2 separate regions of the Sus scrofa genome follow, and region 1 is linked to region 2. A link is a contact called in public Hi-C data. All regions are on one chromosome and are shown on one strand. Each heading gives the region's core, a stretch centred on a gene start, on an enhancer-like site or on the middle of the called end of the contact. The rest is flanking DNA. Distances are from core to core; before and after follow the strand shown. Region 1 overlaps EXT2 (exostosin-2). Region 2 holds the start of ALX4 (homeobox protein aristaless-like 4).

Evidence for each region. Hi-C and Micro-C count contacts between places; a contact is called where the count stands out from the background.
Region 1: a Hi-C map of liver shows a contact between it and region 2, with 1.6 times the contacts expected there. The contact joins the enhancer-like site here to the promoter of ALX4 in region 2. A contact is called at or near these places in 11 of 47 Hi-C or Micro-C datasets (brain, embryonic fibroblasts, epiblast stem cells and 5 more) and 1 of 2 datasets of contacts at active chromatin or transcription factors (skeletal muscle).

What each region holds. Positions count from the first base shown.
Region 1 is chr2:18,195,724-18,202,858 of Sscrofa11.1, reverse strand. The region is part of intron 9 of EXT2 (exostosin-2); the gene reads left to right. Among named protein-coding and RNA genes, the nearest start is that of EXT2, 40 kb to the left of the region's middle. Within about 2 kb of position 5,633, at least 6 of the 83 cell types and tissues checked have an H3K27ac peak or open chromatin away from gene starts, as enhancers often do. A contact at or near this core is called in fetal liver and liver, where this site is marked.
Region 2 is chr2:18,066,432-18,074,082 of Sscrofa11.1, reverse strand. ALX4 (homeobox protein aristaless-like 4) reads right to left here and starts at 3,357. Exons shown (of 4, transcript XM_021083157.1): 1 at 2,924-3,357; 2 at 1,805-2,115. The coding sequence starts at 2,999.

The DNA of each region.
Region 1 (7,135 bases), core at 4,384-6,883, 130 kb before region 2:
GATACAGATCATGTCTGTAACAAAGGGCCTTAGGATGTTGGGGAGAGACCCTGCAGTGATGTAGGAATGAAGAGGCCAGAAGTGCTGTCACTCAGTTTACGTGGGGAGTCAGGAATGGATCAGGCAGGGACAGGAGGCTTCACGACTGGGTGGCCTCCAGGAGGGAGAGAGGCTGGTCTGGACGGTGCTGACCTCCGCCCAGAGGTCGGCTTCCGTGGGCAAGACTCGGTGGGTAAGATGGAGTAGCCCGAGGTAGGACGGGGATGTACGGGGATACCAGCAGCAGAGACCTTGGTAGGGAGCTGGAAGAAAGGGAAGGTTGGTGCTAAGTGGAGAGGGATGAAAGGGAGAAGCGGCGTCAGTGAAGGAAATGGCGGGCAAAAAAGTCAAAGAGCTGGAAGGGGCCTTGGACTTGATTCAGCCCTTTCCTCCTATCTTCTAACTGACATTTAAGCCCTAGAATTCAAGTGATTTTGAGAATCAATTGTTAGAGCCAGAGTTGAGCCTACCTGGAACCCAGATCTCCTGACTGCAGCTGATGGTTTTTTGGGGGGCATTGTGTACTGCAGTATTTTCCAAACTGAGGGTCGTGATTCATTAGTAGATGGTGAAGTCAAGTCTTGCCTGGCTTTTTGTTTTTAAAAACTGAAAAAGAATAGAAAGGAAAATACCAACGTACTGCATAGCTAGGGTAAATGTTTCCTGAAACCTTTGTTTCTGTTTATATGTGCAATGGGTTGCCGTATAAAATGTATTCATATGTTTCTTAGTGTGGATCCCAGTCCAGAAAATCTGACAGATGTCGGTAGGGGAGAGCGCGCGGGCTTTTGAGTTGGAGAGACCTGAATTCGCGTCCCGGCCTGTGCCGTCCGTTTGACAGCTTTGTGAGTGTGGGCAGGTCACTTCGCTTTTCCAAGCCTCAATTTTCTTATCTCAGAGCTGGGGAGAATAACACGACAGAGCAGTGGTGTCGATTAAATGAAAGCATTTCCTTAAAGCATCTAGATTCTGGCTGCCTGCTCCGCGCTGGCCGTCATCTGGGAGTGCTCTGCTGGGTCTGTGTTTGGCAGGAGCCTCCTGGTGTGGAGCTTGGTCTTCAGGAACCACAGTGAGTTAGCATCACGGATGTATTATGCATTTGCTTCTGGGCTTGGAAACTTGAAACAGAACTTATTCCTGTGGGTCTGGTGTACTTTCTGCATCTTGGCATGGAGGGCGGTTCACCTCCCTGTTTTTCTCTTAGGATCAGGCTGGCTTATTAAAATCAGTGGTTCTCTAGCTAGCCCTTAAAAAAAAAAAAAATCATTGGCACATTTGGATACAGTACTTTTCCCCCTTTCCAGTGAAAAATTTTTTGCACTGAGTCTTTTTTCCCTCTTTCAACATCTCCCCCGCCAGATCATGATTTTACTCATTTTTTAAACTAGCAGATTAAAAAGTCCAAATCAGAATTGACATTTGGTTGGTGAACAGTTGAAGAGCTAGGGTTTTACTAGGTATGAACTAAACAGAAAGGAAATTTTTATGTGGATTTAAGAGGACAGGTCAGGTATCTCTCAGAAGTAGCTGCTGTTCACCTCCTGCTGACACGAGAATGAGCTCTGTTGCACGTCTTGCTCCTTTCGTCTTGTCTTGCCTTGTCTTGCGGGTGCTGTGCTGCCTCTGTTCTCCTCCTGCCTGCCGCTTCCACCGCCCTTCCCCCAGTCCCTTCCAGGCAGCTCCATCCTGTACTTGAAATCCCGCTGGAAAGCAGAGACGAGGGCTTCATCCCCAGATGACTCGGGCCAGGGGCTAAAACACTGCCGTAAATCTGCAGCTCATTTTCATGCCACGTTAAAGCAGTGTGAGCGGCTGGTTTCCGTGGCCCCTGCCCTCTTTCTTTATGGGCTTCTTTGGCTCTTCTTTATAAAGAGGCCCTGTGGAGTCATTTTAAAGTTCTTATCAGTTTGTTGACAGCTATATGGGCCTTTCTGCCGAGCCCAGGAGCTCAGGCAGGCGTGTGAAACTTCTGATATTAAAATTGAAGAAAAATGCCAGGCAGAAGGGATTGAGTGGCGCAGTGGTGCCTTGGAGGAAAAAGGCCAGCGAGATCATTAACCTCTGCAGGTCCGGATCACTTGCTCCTGCTTGGCGGGGGCAGAGTAGCAAGGGCTAGCTAGCTAGGCAGTGGAGGGCTTTCCAAGCGTTTTTATTTTCATCTCCTGGTTTGAAATGCTAGTCTGCTGGCAATGTGTGCTTTCAGGCAAGTTGGGCAGCCCTGGAGGGCGAGGGGGGCCAGGTTTACAATGGGTGATTTTTTTTTCCCTAAAGGCCGTCTGACCGGCTGGACCGATGCCCGCTTGTCTCTGCCAGCTCCAGCTCGCTGTCTCTGTGTCCACGGCATCGCTGTTATCAAATTTGAAGGAACTTTCATCAGTCTGCATCGCAGCCCCTTTTAGACCAGATTGCTAACCTGCAGTAACCCTCCCAGGCTGCTTCAGGGAAGTGCCAGACCCTCCATAAGTGTCACCCTCTCGGTTACAGAGAGTGGACTGGAAGCTGCTCCTCCTTCTCCTCTGCCACTTTTCCTTTCTCTCTTTGCTGGAAAACTCTAGCAGCAGACAACTGAGGAGAAGGAAAAACCATTACCTGGATCAGGGCCAGTGGTTGATGGAGCTTTGAAATCTCTGGCATCTCCTGACCAGAGTGTTTTTCCAGGCATTTCAGGAAGTGCATCCTCACCCTCCTTCTCCTGCCAGCGTTCCAGCCTCGACTCCGGAGGGCTGGCGGGCATCTACTTTATATCTGCCTGCTCTGCCCTCACGAGAGCTTTCAGGAAGAGGTCAGTGGAGATAAGCAAAATCCAGTGGACGTATATTTTTAACTGCTCAGCACTCTTGACACAGACACGTTATTTTTTGTTTTTCAAATAGTTTTGGCTGTGAGCACTTTTTTGCAGGTGTGCTCAATTAAAAAATACCCATTTAACTTGAGGTTGAGGCAAAAGCAAGGGATTTTTGCAGTAAGTTAGTCAAATTATATGGCCATTGATCTAGGATTGATGATTTTCATGGCGGTAACAATGAAAAACACTGGTTTGTTTCATTACTCACATGGCTCCTATGGGGAGAGTAATTAGGTATGAAAACCAAACGAGCAATTAAACAAAATAAAATGCCTCAAACTCCAAAGCAACAAAACTACTTCTTTTGTACATTTCAGATAAATTGATATCCTCTAATTAAGATGTTTACTGAACTGGACATTCTTATTGATGGTACGATTTTAATAAAGTTACTGAAAATATGTACAAATAAGTATATTGGAAGTTCTCAAGTGAATATACAATTGTGAACAGTCTTCATGACACAGTCTTTTCAAGGGGTGTAGACATAGGGAGTGGTCAGTTTCCTCTTTGAACATTGGTCAGAGTTAACCATGGGTTAATCCTTTGTAATGAGTCCCCAGTATGGGGTGTTACTTCAGGAAATGGCCTTGCTAATGAAAGTGTTAAATATTAATTTGCAGGCTATATAAGGACTGTCTGACTCTTTGGGGCTGGTTTCCTACAGGGTGGGACTATTTGTGAAGCATTTTTGAGAAATAACTGCTCATTACAGGAAACAAAGTGCAGGTTTTGTGAATTCATTGTATGCCTACTTAGAAAAATATCTGGGTTTGTTTACTAGTAAATTATCAACTGTTGATACGTTTGGTAGAATTCATTATTGTCAAGTCATCAGTAAAGGTCAAACCAATTCATTAGATTTCTGTCTATATTTTTAAATCAGTATAGATTATTTCATATTTTTACATGTTTTTCTGACACAGCATTAAAGAGATTGAGAGAATTTGGAGCTGCCTGAGTATTTTCAGCTTTATAATAACACAGTTAATCTTATAATTCTAAGCTGCTCTTCTTGGGAATGCAAGACAGCAATCATGTATATTTGTTTCACCGAAAGATTTTTCACTTGAAGACCTTTTAATAAACTGAATGAGACCAGGATTGGTACAGAAGTGACTCCTGTAAACTGTTTCTGGCAATACGGTTCTCTCTCTCCTTGTATCTTCAAGGCTAATTGGTTGTATTTAAATGTGTACTTATCTCCCATTTTGAAAAGACTTTAATAGGAGGTGAGCAGTTCACTTGCTGTCTTTCAGAGTCTAGTACTTTGTATTGAAAGGAGCAAGTGGTTTGCCCTCAAGTATTTGAAGTCTTAACTTCGAGGTGAATTAGGCTAGGTCTTGAGGTCTTATATATGTATTATTTGTATTTCATTTGAAACTGCAGACTGAGGGCTGAGTTCTTTCAATGCTCTCCCATCCAGATTCTCCAGTGCTCTTTGGGTGAGGGGTGGGACATGGATTTCTCTTGCCAGTCTTTGCCATGATGCACCTCAGTTTTTCTCTATGTGATCCTTCACTTAAGAAAGGGTGGGGGTGGGGGGGGGGAGTTCCCGTCGTGGTGCAGTGGTTAACGAATCCGACTAGGAACCATGAGGTTGCGAGTTCGGTCCCTGCCCTTGCTCAGTGGGTTAACGATCCGGCGTTGCCGTGAGCTGTGGTGTAGGTTGCAGACGCGGCTCAGATCCCGTGTTGCTGTGGCTCTGGCGTCGGCCAGCGGCTACAGCTCCGATTAGACCCCTAGCCTGGGAACCTCCATATGCCGTGGAAGCGGCCCAAAGAAATAGCAAAAAGACAAAAAAAAAAAAAAAAAAGAAAGGGCAGGGGGAAGAACAGAGAACCACTGGCAAAGCAAGCGTAGGTATTTTTAACTTCTCCCTTGGTTCAGAGTCCCAGTTTGGGAAACATACATTGGGTTTCCACTCAGGATCAACAAGAGAGATAGTCTTTTTTTTTTCCCCCCTTTCTTTTTCTTTTTAGAGCTGCACCTGCAGCATAGGGAAGTTCCTGGAGCTAGGGGTCCAACTGGATCGGCAGCAGCCGGCCTATGCCACAGCCAGGGCAACCCTGGATCCGAGCTGCATCTGCAACCTATACTGCAGCTTGCAGCAATGCTGGATCCTTAACCCACTGAGTGAGGCCAGGGATCGAACCTGCATCCTTGTGGATACTAGTTGGGTTCTTAACCCACTGAGCCACCACAGGAACTCTAAGAGCTTGTCTTAATAACACGTAATCAGAGGAAGGAACTTCTCAGCCACAAGCAGTTGATAGAGAGCTCTGGTCAGCTGGACCCGTAATAAGCAGCCAAGGACCCACGCAGTTGTCAGCTTCTCTCTCTCTGGGACTGTGTGGGGACAGTGGAAAGGGCTCCCATGCGACCTGACTGCTGAGTTAGTATCCACAGCCAGAATAAAAAGAACCTGCCAAAGAGCAGCTCCTTGGCCTTCTCTGGCCTTGTTGCTCCTGGGGAAGCGGAGTGGAGGGGGATCATGGCCCTGCTTGGCATGACGTGGGGTGGACCAAGCCTTCACGTCGGTCCTTAGTCCCTTCACGTACTCTGTTTGTGTGTGTGTCTTAATTAAAAAGGGCAGGCCTTTCAAGTTTGCCTGCTGGAGCGAGACTGGTTTGGTATTTGCCTTCTCTAACCAAACAAACCTCCGCTTGCTTTCTCCTGGCTTTAGCATAGCAAACATGGAGAAGCTCACCCCGGGGAAGATTCCTTTACAACTGGTTGACCCAAGCCGTGCTCTTATTTATTTGTTTTTGGTGACAGCCCCTGACTAAAGGTTTCTAATCCACCTCTCAGCTATTCTGTGGATCCAACCCGGAGAGAGCTGGTCAGCTGCCGATGACTAAAGAAGCTCCCCCGTCTGATCAGGCAAACAGTGGGATTCAGAGCTGTGGGTAAAACAGGGCACAGCAGAAATGAATCTCCAGTCTCTTTGCTGAGAAGGTTTGACCAAATACAGTTTCATTGGTCAGCGGCCCCTGCTTTAGTAACCTTTCACCCCGTGGCTCTTGGAGGTGCAAGCCGCGGGCCGGCCTTGCCTTTGAACTCCTCACGGCTCCTGCCGCCTCAAAGGCTCCCAGTTGGAGGCTTGTGTTTTGCTTGGGGTCTCTCCTCACAGCAGGGGGCCAGCAGTTGGGAAAACTGATCCACCCTTAGAACCTTGACATATTTGAAGGTGATACCCCTGAGACCTGAAACCTGTGGCTTTCTATTTCAGGAGCTGCCTGTCACATGTCAAGAAACACGACTCAGGCTACCCCCTCGTCCTCCTCCATCCCTCCTTACTTCCCACAGGACAGGAGCGCATAACATTTGTGCATTCCCTGCAGGTATTTGCAGTCCTCCCCTACCTGCAGGTTTTTACAAAACCCTTTTTCTTCTGACTTCTTTTGAAAGACACACACACACACACACACACACACACACACACACACACAGCTGAGACATGCAAATCAAGCCATCTTTGGTGCCACGGAGCCTAACCAATGGTGACGATGGTGTAGTGAAAGTACCATGGGGCTTGCATTGTCAGTCCTGCTGCCTCTGGATCAGATGAGCCCAGCTGCACCTTTCGCTGTCCTCCAGATCCTTTCTAGGTCTTGCAAGAAGAGATGGAAATAGCACGGGTTGCTCTCCCACATCTGCTTGGCTTCTAGCCTAAGGAACAAGAGTGAAAGCTTTAGTGTTGAGAGGCAAATCCAGGGACCCATGGATATTAGATGACTTCAGTATAGCTTCTTTGGCAAGAAATCAAACCTCTCATTCTAAGAATATTGAGTAGAAAATGCCTTCTGCTTAAGATGTGTTTGGCTTAGAAAAGGAGCCAGTGATCTCTATTGAGTTGCTCTGCTTTTTTACAATTCAAATAGCATATTACTGAGACTCCTTAGTGCAAAGGACACTTTGGCAGGGTCTCTTCCTGCCTCAGAGCAAAGGTTGAGTTTTTAGCAGGTACCCAGGCATCAGAAGAGACAGGCCTGGTTTTACTGGGTCTTGCTCTGTGGTCCTGAGCTTACACTTTCCATTTGACATTTATGTTGATGCCCGGCTCTCTTACTGTAGTAGGAACTGCCTTAGGATGAAGGAATTGTTGTTCTCATTTTTATAAAGGGGGAAGGTGAAACTTAGAGGCTAATAGATGGCCTGTAGTGACAAAGCTTTAGTGTCAGCCTTGGGCCTGGGGAAAATTTGTGGCGTATGATTAAAAGGTTCACTTTTCTCACCTTTTCTCCAGGG
Region 2 (7,651 bases), core at 2,108-4,607:
TCCCGGTCCTTTTTCCCATTAGCCATATGAGATGAAACATTTCTGGACCCCAATGCAGATGCCGCTGCCTTATTAAGCAGAGCATGGCTGAGATGGATGACCCTTTTATGGACGCCTTAGAAACACTGCTGGAGATTCTTTAGTGCATGAATACAGTAGGGGGTCTCTGTGGGGTCTGCTAAGTAACAGCGCTCTTTGCCTTGGTGCTGAAAGGACCCTCAGCTGAGCTGTGTGGCTTAAAAAACAAAACAAAACAACACTCCTCTTTGCTCTCAAGCTGTTGATTCTGCAGCCCACTGAAGGGGGAAGAACTGCCAACATCTGATTTGCTCTTTGTAACATGCTCTGGGTTGGAAAAGCAGGCTGGACATGACATTTCTTTTGTGTTATGCTGAAGCTTGACAGCCTGGATCTTGTCACCTGTGTTTTGGGTCCTTGGAGGGCTTTGCTTCCTTTCTGGTGCTTTCTTTGCTGTGATTTCATGGAAGGAGGGGAGCCACACCTCTCTGGACAGAGGTCAGCTGGTCCACATACATACATTCATTTTTTGCCTTTGTTGTTCTGTTTGGCCTTCTCTAACTGGTAGGAATACAGTGATGGAAATCAGATAGTACCTCCCCTCAAGGCACTCACATTCTAGTGAAATGAGACAGATAAAACAATTTTTTTTTTTTTTTGGTCTTTTTAGGGCCGTACCCACAGCACATGGAAGTTTCCAGGCCAGAGGTCAAATCAGAGATGCAGCTGTCGGCCAAGGCCACAGCCACAGCAACGCTGGATCTGAGCTGTGTCTGCGACCTACACCACAGCTCACGGCAACATGGGATCCTTAACCCACTGAGCGAGGCCAGGGATCAAACCCGAGTCCTCATGGATACTCGTCGGGTTTGTTACCACTGAGCCACAGAAGTAACTCCCCAGGTAAAATAATTTAAGCCAGTCATAAATTCTACAAAGAAGATAAAATAGGATAATGTGGTAGAAGGTGACCTAGTTGGCCAGTGTTGTGTTGTGTTAGTTTGGGCTGAGTTGGGTTGGGTTGGGTTGAATTCTATTGGATCCTATGGTGCTGGGTTGGGTTGGGTTGAGCTGTGTTGGGGTTTGTTGTGTTGGGCTTTGGGGGTTCTGTTATTGGGTTGAGCTGCATTGGGTTGGGATCTGTGGGCTCTGTAATTGGGTTGAGCTGTGTTGCGTTGTGCTGTGTTGAACTGTGTTGGTCTGGGTTATGTTGCACTGTGTCTGTTGCATTGTGTTGAGCTGTGTTGGGCTCTGCTGGGTGAGTGTTTTGGTGGTTGGATGATGGTAGGGGCTACTGCTTTAGGCATGGTGGTTAGAAGGACTTCCTAGAGGAGGCATATTGAGTTGGAACCTGAAAGATGGAGGCGGAGCCAGCCATCCTGAGCAAAAAAACCACTGGATTTTCTCCACGTCTGCCTGCTGGGCCACTATGGATGTCTTAAGTTTGTCAAACTGTTTCCTTTGTAAGAGATAAGCCCCCCAGTCATCACCTGCTTCATGAAAGGGCCTGGACTCACACCCCAGAGAGCTCAGAAGTCCTGCTGGCAGGCTTCCTGCCCCTCCCCTGGGAGCCCTTCCCTGGCTCCAAAAGAGCAAGAAGCCAGATAGTCAAGTGAATACAAGCAGGCTGGGCTCTGGTTGGCGCAGGGACACGAGAGATGGGCCCCTTGGACGTTGGTGCCGGAAGCCCCCGTGCACCTGGGGACAGTCAGGGGGTCCCCGCTCCAGCCGCCAGGCCAAGGGCAGGCCCTGCTCTCCCACGCCCACCCCAGGCGCCCTCTCTGACCTGCACGCGGGCCTCGGTGAGGTCCGTCCTCATGGCCAGCTGCTCCCGCGCGTACACGTCGGGGTAGTGGGTCTTCTGGAAGACCTTCTCCAGCTCCTCCAGCTGGTAGCTGGTGAAGGTGGTTCGGTTCCGCCGCTTCTTGCCCTTGTTGCTCTCGGAGTCGGCCTTCTCCAGTGGGCTGGGGAGGTCGGCGCTGGCGCGGTCCTGGGGCCCCTTCACCCCAGCTTCCTTCACACTGAGGTAGCTGCTGTCCATCCCCACGGTGTCAGAGTCGGGCGGCAACTCCGGCTCCCCCAGGGAGCTCTCCTTGGCTGCGGGGGGAGGAAACAAGGTCAAACACCGAAGACTGAACCCAGCACGAGAGGAGGAAGGGTCAGGGAGCCACCTGCTGCCTCCCCCTCTTGGGGATGTACTGGACGTGAGGTCAGGAGGCCCGGGTTCTAACCCTGGCTTGCCATGAACAGGCTGTGTGACCATGGATGAGTCCCTTTCCCTCTCTGAGCCTCTGCCATCCATCAATCATCTCAGAATGAGGACGATCCCGTTGTGGCTCCATGGTAACGAGCCCAACTGGTATCCCTGAGGATTCGGGTTCGATCCCTGGCCTCACTCAGTGGGTTAAGGATCTGCCTTGCCGTGAGCTGTGGTGTAGGTCACAGACGCGGCTCGGATCCTGCGTTGCTGTGGCCGTGGCATAGGCTGGCAGCTGCAGCTCTGCTTTGAGCCCTAGCCTGGAAGCTTCCACATGCTTCAGGTGTGGCCCTAAAAAGCAAAAAAAGAAAAAAAAAATCTCCGATCAGGCCTTCTTCAGCTCCAATGTTCTGTGACTCTGGGTCAGCCAATTCGACCTCTGCTCCATTTAATCTCCACCCCACTGGCCCTGGGCTTCTCCCTGCAGAAGGCCTCCCTTTGCTAGAACTTCTCCTCAGGCACTGAGGATGCTGTCTCAGGGCTTCAGGCTCCCAGAGTGGAGCTTTGGCCCCACAGGGTTTGGGGTGAAGAGAGGAGGCCCCTCCTTTCCCGGTCTGGTCCTATGTGGGGTTCAGGGGGGACGATGGAGACTGCCTGAGAATCCAGTGCTGAGGGGGCCCATCCCCTAGCCCTCTGCACCGGTCTCACCTAAGGGTCCGACAGCGTCCTGCCCCTCCAGGTGGGGGCTGCGTGTACTCAGGACGGTGGGCGCCTCCCCCTCCATGCCCAGGACGGTGACAGGGGCCCCAGCAGATTTATATAAAGCTCACGGCCGGGCCCACAGCCATTGCTGTCTAAAAGAACGGGGCTCTGCTGGCTGATGCCCAGACGTTCAGAGCTGGAAGGGCCAATCCACCCATGCAGGTTGAGGGTGGGGAGGCGGCGGCCAGGGTGGGAGGCTGGGACGAGGAGTAGCTTGTTCGTGTCCAAACCACACACTTAGCACCCTGAGCAGACACACTCACTCCAGGGCAGAGGTTAGAGCACAGGCTCTGGGACTGGTACCAGGGTGTGAATGTCACGTGCGTGACTCCCCAGCTGTGTGTTTTGCACGGTTCACTTAACCTCTGTGCCTCAGTTTCCCTCCCTATAAAATGGGGAGGAAGACGTCTCTAGGATCTTGTGGGATTAAAAAGGCTGACATGTGGGCCGCACAGGCTTCTGTCCATACAGCTAGGAACTCCCACTTTTGGTCTGGACTTGTGAGCAGCAGAAGATTCCGACCCTGGAGAAGCCCTCCACATGGGCAGGCCCTCCCCGGGGCACCCAAGAGCAGGAGTGAGCGCGGGTGTGGTGGGAGGGGTGTTGGGCTGGTGTCTGGAGACAGGGGTGTGGGTCCCTCTCTGAGCCAAATTCCATTGACTGTGACGCTTGTAGAGCGAAATAACACCCGTGTTAATAAGACGTGTGCGGAGCAGGTGACAAGACCTTTCACTCGTGAAAGCTCTGACCATGACAACCATTTGTGGCTGGTGTGAGCACCAACCCCTCTGACCCTCGGTCTCTTCTTCTGGGAAAAGAGATCTGAGCAGTGGACATTAAGTGTCAAGACCATGCCTCTAGCCCAGGCCTCCTGACGCTGCCTGGGTTCTGGGGCTGGAGCTTCAGGTTCACTCTCATCCCTGGCTTTCTGTGTAGACTGGGGACTCTCTTTGTGCTGGGGAAGCCGACAAGGCCATTTTGCCTCTGTCCTCCTCACCTCCCACCAAGGCACTGCAGAAAAGCGGGCAGAGGTGAATGCCCAGAGTGGGCCTGGAAGCGGCTTTGGGCGGCCATCCCCGGGGGCCACCGGCAGCGTCGATGCCAGCGGGGTGGGGGGCCAGCCCTCAGGCATCATGTATGACAGCCATGTGAGCCCAGGCGCACGCAGACTACCACGGCTTCGGTGACAGCATTCTGCAAACTGCAGCTGGCAGCCGAGCCAAGAGCTTTCAGCAAAGATATTTATCTTCCTGGCAGACAAATAAGTTTTATGTTTTGAGTTTTTTTTTTTTTTTTTTTTTTTTTTTTTAAGAGAAGAAATCCCACCCAGCCTCACCAAAAATAAACATCTCTGTTATGCAACTTCCTGGAGGCCAGACGAGGGGGGCAGCCCCTGCCCCTTCTGCCCAAGCAGTGCCCCCCAAGCCCCATGCCATGACCTCACGGAACCTCACAGTATCCTCTGGCATTCAGCCTGGGATCAGGACTACCCCACACAGCAACAGGGGCTGTGCCGTGCAGAGGAAACGCTGTGTTATAAGAAGCAAAGGTCAGAGTTCCTGTTGTGGTGCAGCGGAAATGAATCTGACTAGTATCCATGAGGATGCAGGTTCGATCCCTGGCCTCGATCAGGGGGTTAAGGATCCGGTGTTGCCATAAGCTGTGGTGTAGGTCGCAGACACGGCTTGGAGCCCGTGTAGCTGTGACTGTGGTGTAGGCCAGTGGCTACAACTCCGGTTGGACCCCTAGCCTGGGAACCTCCATATGCCACAGGTGAGGCCCTAAAAAGAAAAAAAAAAAAAAAAAAGTGAGAGTTGGTAGGGACCAAACGCCTCATGTTAATTCCAGGGACACTGAGGACTTAGAATGCCGGAAATGTGCCCTAATTAGTCCTTGGTCGGTCCTCTACTCCGAGGATCCTGGGGGCAGAGGACCAGGCTGCAAGGAGGAAGCCCCTCAACCCTGAGCTGGTTCTAGGCTCAGCCCAGGAGAGGCGGCAGAATGCCCAGCTTTCCAAGCAGGAAGTAAGCCTCCATTCCCCCCCTCCAATCGCCCCCCAACGAGACAGAACGAAGGGGCAGGCGTGGGATGACAGCATATCGTGTGCAAAGATCACAAGACCAAGGGTTGCGAGATCTGGTCCCAGCTCTCCCACAGTCTGCCTGTGACTTGGGACGATGCCTTTTAAGTCTCAGAGCCTCATCGGCAAATGGGAGCAGGCACGCCCCGTCTGGAGCCCACCCCGTCTGGAGTGGGAGCGCAAGCGGGGACCATGTTACAGTTTCGGCCTCCTGCCTTAAGCACCAGTGGGACCTTCCCCTTAGGCTCTGGAGTTGGGGCGGGGGCGGGGCGCATGTCCGTACAGGCAAACACCTGCTAACTGGAAAGGCTTAGAGATGGAAGGGAGTCTGGCAAACCGAGGTTCTCTGGTTCCCAGAGAGGGAATTACCCTTCTAAATCTCAGTGTTGATTACTGGTCATCTGGCTTTACATTCCGAGGCTGGGCCCCTCACTGAGACAGCAAAGGAAAATTTCCCCAGGGTTCTGTGACTTAGCCAGCTGCCCAGAATGACAAGCCAAGGAGGGCCCTCTCAGGTAATGAGTCCCAACATCCCAGCCTCGGGGGCATTTATCTCCACCTGCTGTCACCCTACAGCATCTCCACCAAGTGCTGTCATCCAGGCTTTGGTGACAGAGAGCTCCCAGCCGGCAGACCAGCTGGACTGTTGGCCCTCAGGCCCCGTCCGTGTCTGTCTCCTGTTGTTGTGGCTCATTGGTCCTGGTTCTAAACCTCCAGGGGCCTCCCCCAGACACCACTGTGGACACGTACGTGGAGGCAGCCGCCACACCTTGAGCCTTCCATCCTCCTGAATCAATAGCTGCAGTGCTCGCGGCTGTTCCGCAGGTGACGCCGAGTTTAACCAGCCTGTTGGAGACAGGTGGGCGCCAGGGATGGGATGGGTGACGGTGCTGGGCTCCAGGCAGAGCCCGCAGATCGCTCGCCATCTGGGTGATCCAGAGGCGCTGAGGGAAGACGCAGCACGGCAGTTCGAGTCCCGGGGCCCATCAGGATCCGGCTCGCTCTGTAATGCCCTCCTCAAGACAGCCGCGGAAAACAGAGTCTGAGACTCAGGCTGAATTACTCCTGACCAAGCGCAACCACTCACCTCCTTGGTTTCTGTCTGACCACCTGCCTGGAATGTCCCTTTTTCCAGCTGGACCTCCAAGGCCCTGTCAGTGCCAGCTCCTCCAGGAAGCCCTCCCAGCCCAGGACAGTCTTACAGATTGTCCTCCATCTAATTACCACCAGTGTTTCCTGACTCATGTATAATCACACCCTGAATGTCCAGTTCCTCCTAGAGAATCAGGTTGGGACATCACGTCCTTTGTCCCTTTGTAGCCCCGGGCTTAACCCAGGATGAGGCAGGCTGCCGACAGGCAGGCATAAGTCCCTGAGGAATAAAGGAAAAATTTCTAACAAACATCCTGAGCTCTGACCCTGCCCAGCTCTCTTTGTGCACCTACTGTGTGCCAGGAGCAACAGTCTACATACAGAGATGTTTGTTGAATGAATGCAGTGAGGAGAAAGGTGGCTCAGATACATGAACAAGAGGCCTGCAGGGACCAGTGCCTCCATTCAAGGCTGACAGCTGAGATGAAAGGAGATGAGATGGGGCAAGAAGAAGGGAGAGGAGAAAGAGCAGGCAGCCACCGAAGGATGTCCCCACACAGCGAGCAAGAGGGAAACAGGGGAGTTCCCGTCGTGGCTCAGCAGTAGTGAGCTTGGGGGGAGTGTCCATGAGGATGTGGGTTTGATCCCTGGCCTTGCTCAGTGGGTTAAGGATCCAGTGCTGTCGTGAGCTGTGGTGTAGGTCGCAGATGCGGCTCAGATCTGGCATTGCTGTGGCTGTGGCGTAGGCCTGCAGCTGCAGCTCCAATTCACCCCCTAGCCTGAGAACCTCCATATGCTGCAGGTGCAGCCCTAAAACAAACAAACAAATAACAACGACAACAACAAAAACAATGAGGGAAATGGGGCGGGTCGGAGGCAGGAGGAGGAGCACAGAGATGGGCTTCAGAGAGCGGGCTCTGGAAGTGAAGGGTCCGGGAAACCCAGCCCAGCATCTGTAGGAACCAGCTCCGCACCCACCACGCTGCAGTGTGGGGGGAGGCAAAAGGCCCCTGGAAGCTCCCAGCTTGCCCTCCCACTGGGCTCGTCTTCTGGAGGCCCAAAGGCATCCAGCGAAGGCACAAAGCTGAGTGGAGACAGAGCCTCCTCGGGTACAGGCCACCTGCCTGGCCAGCTGGCTCCCCCACCATCCTCCCTGGGGCAGCCCCCCACGTGGCCTCTGGCCAGTGCTATGCTGATGCCCTGTCCCAGAGCGGGGAGGGATCCCTGGGCAGGATTTGTCCCAGGCTGTGGGGCCCACGACAATGCCATCACAAACTGCAACTTCCCATGGAATGTCTGGATCTGGAAATAAGTCCCAGTCTGCCCAGAAGAATCAAGAAATGTGCATAAAACATCAAGAGTCTTCAGCACCTGCCCCACAGGAGGGACACACGCGGTGGTGGCCACGATGGTGCTGCACACCCTTCAAACAACCCCAGGCAAAGACTCCCATGGACCACTTCTGATGAAGTGGGAAGCACTTGGCTGAAGGTTGTATTCGC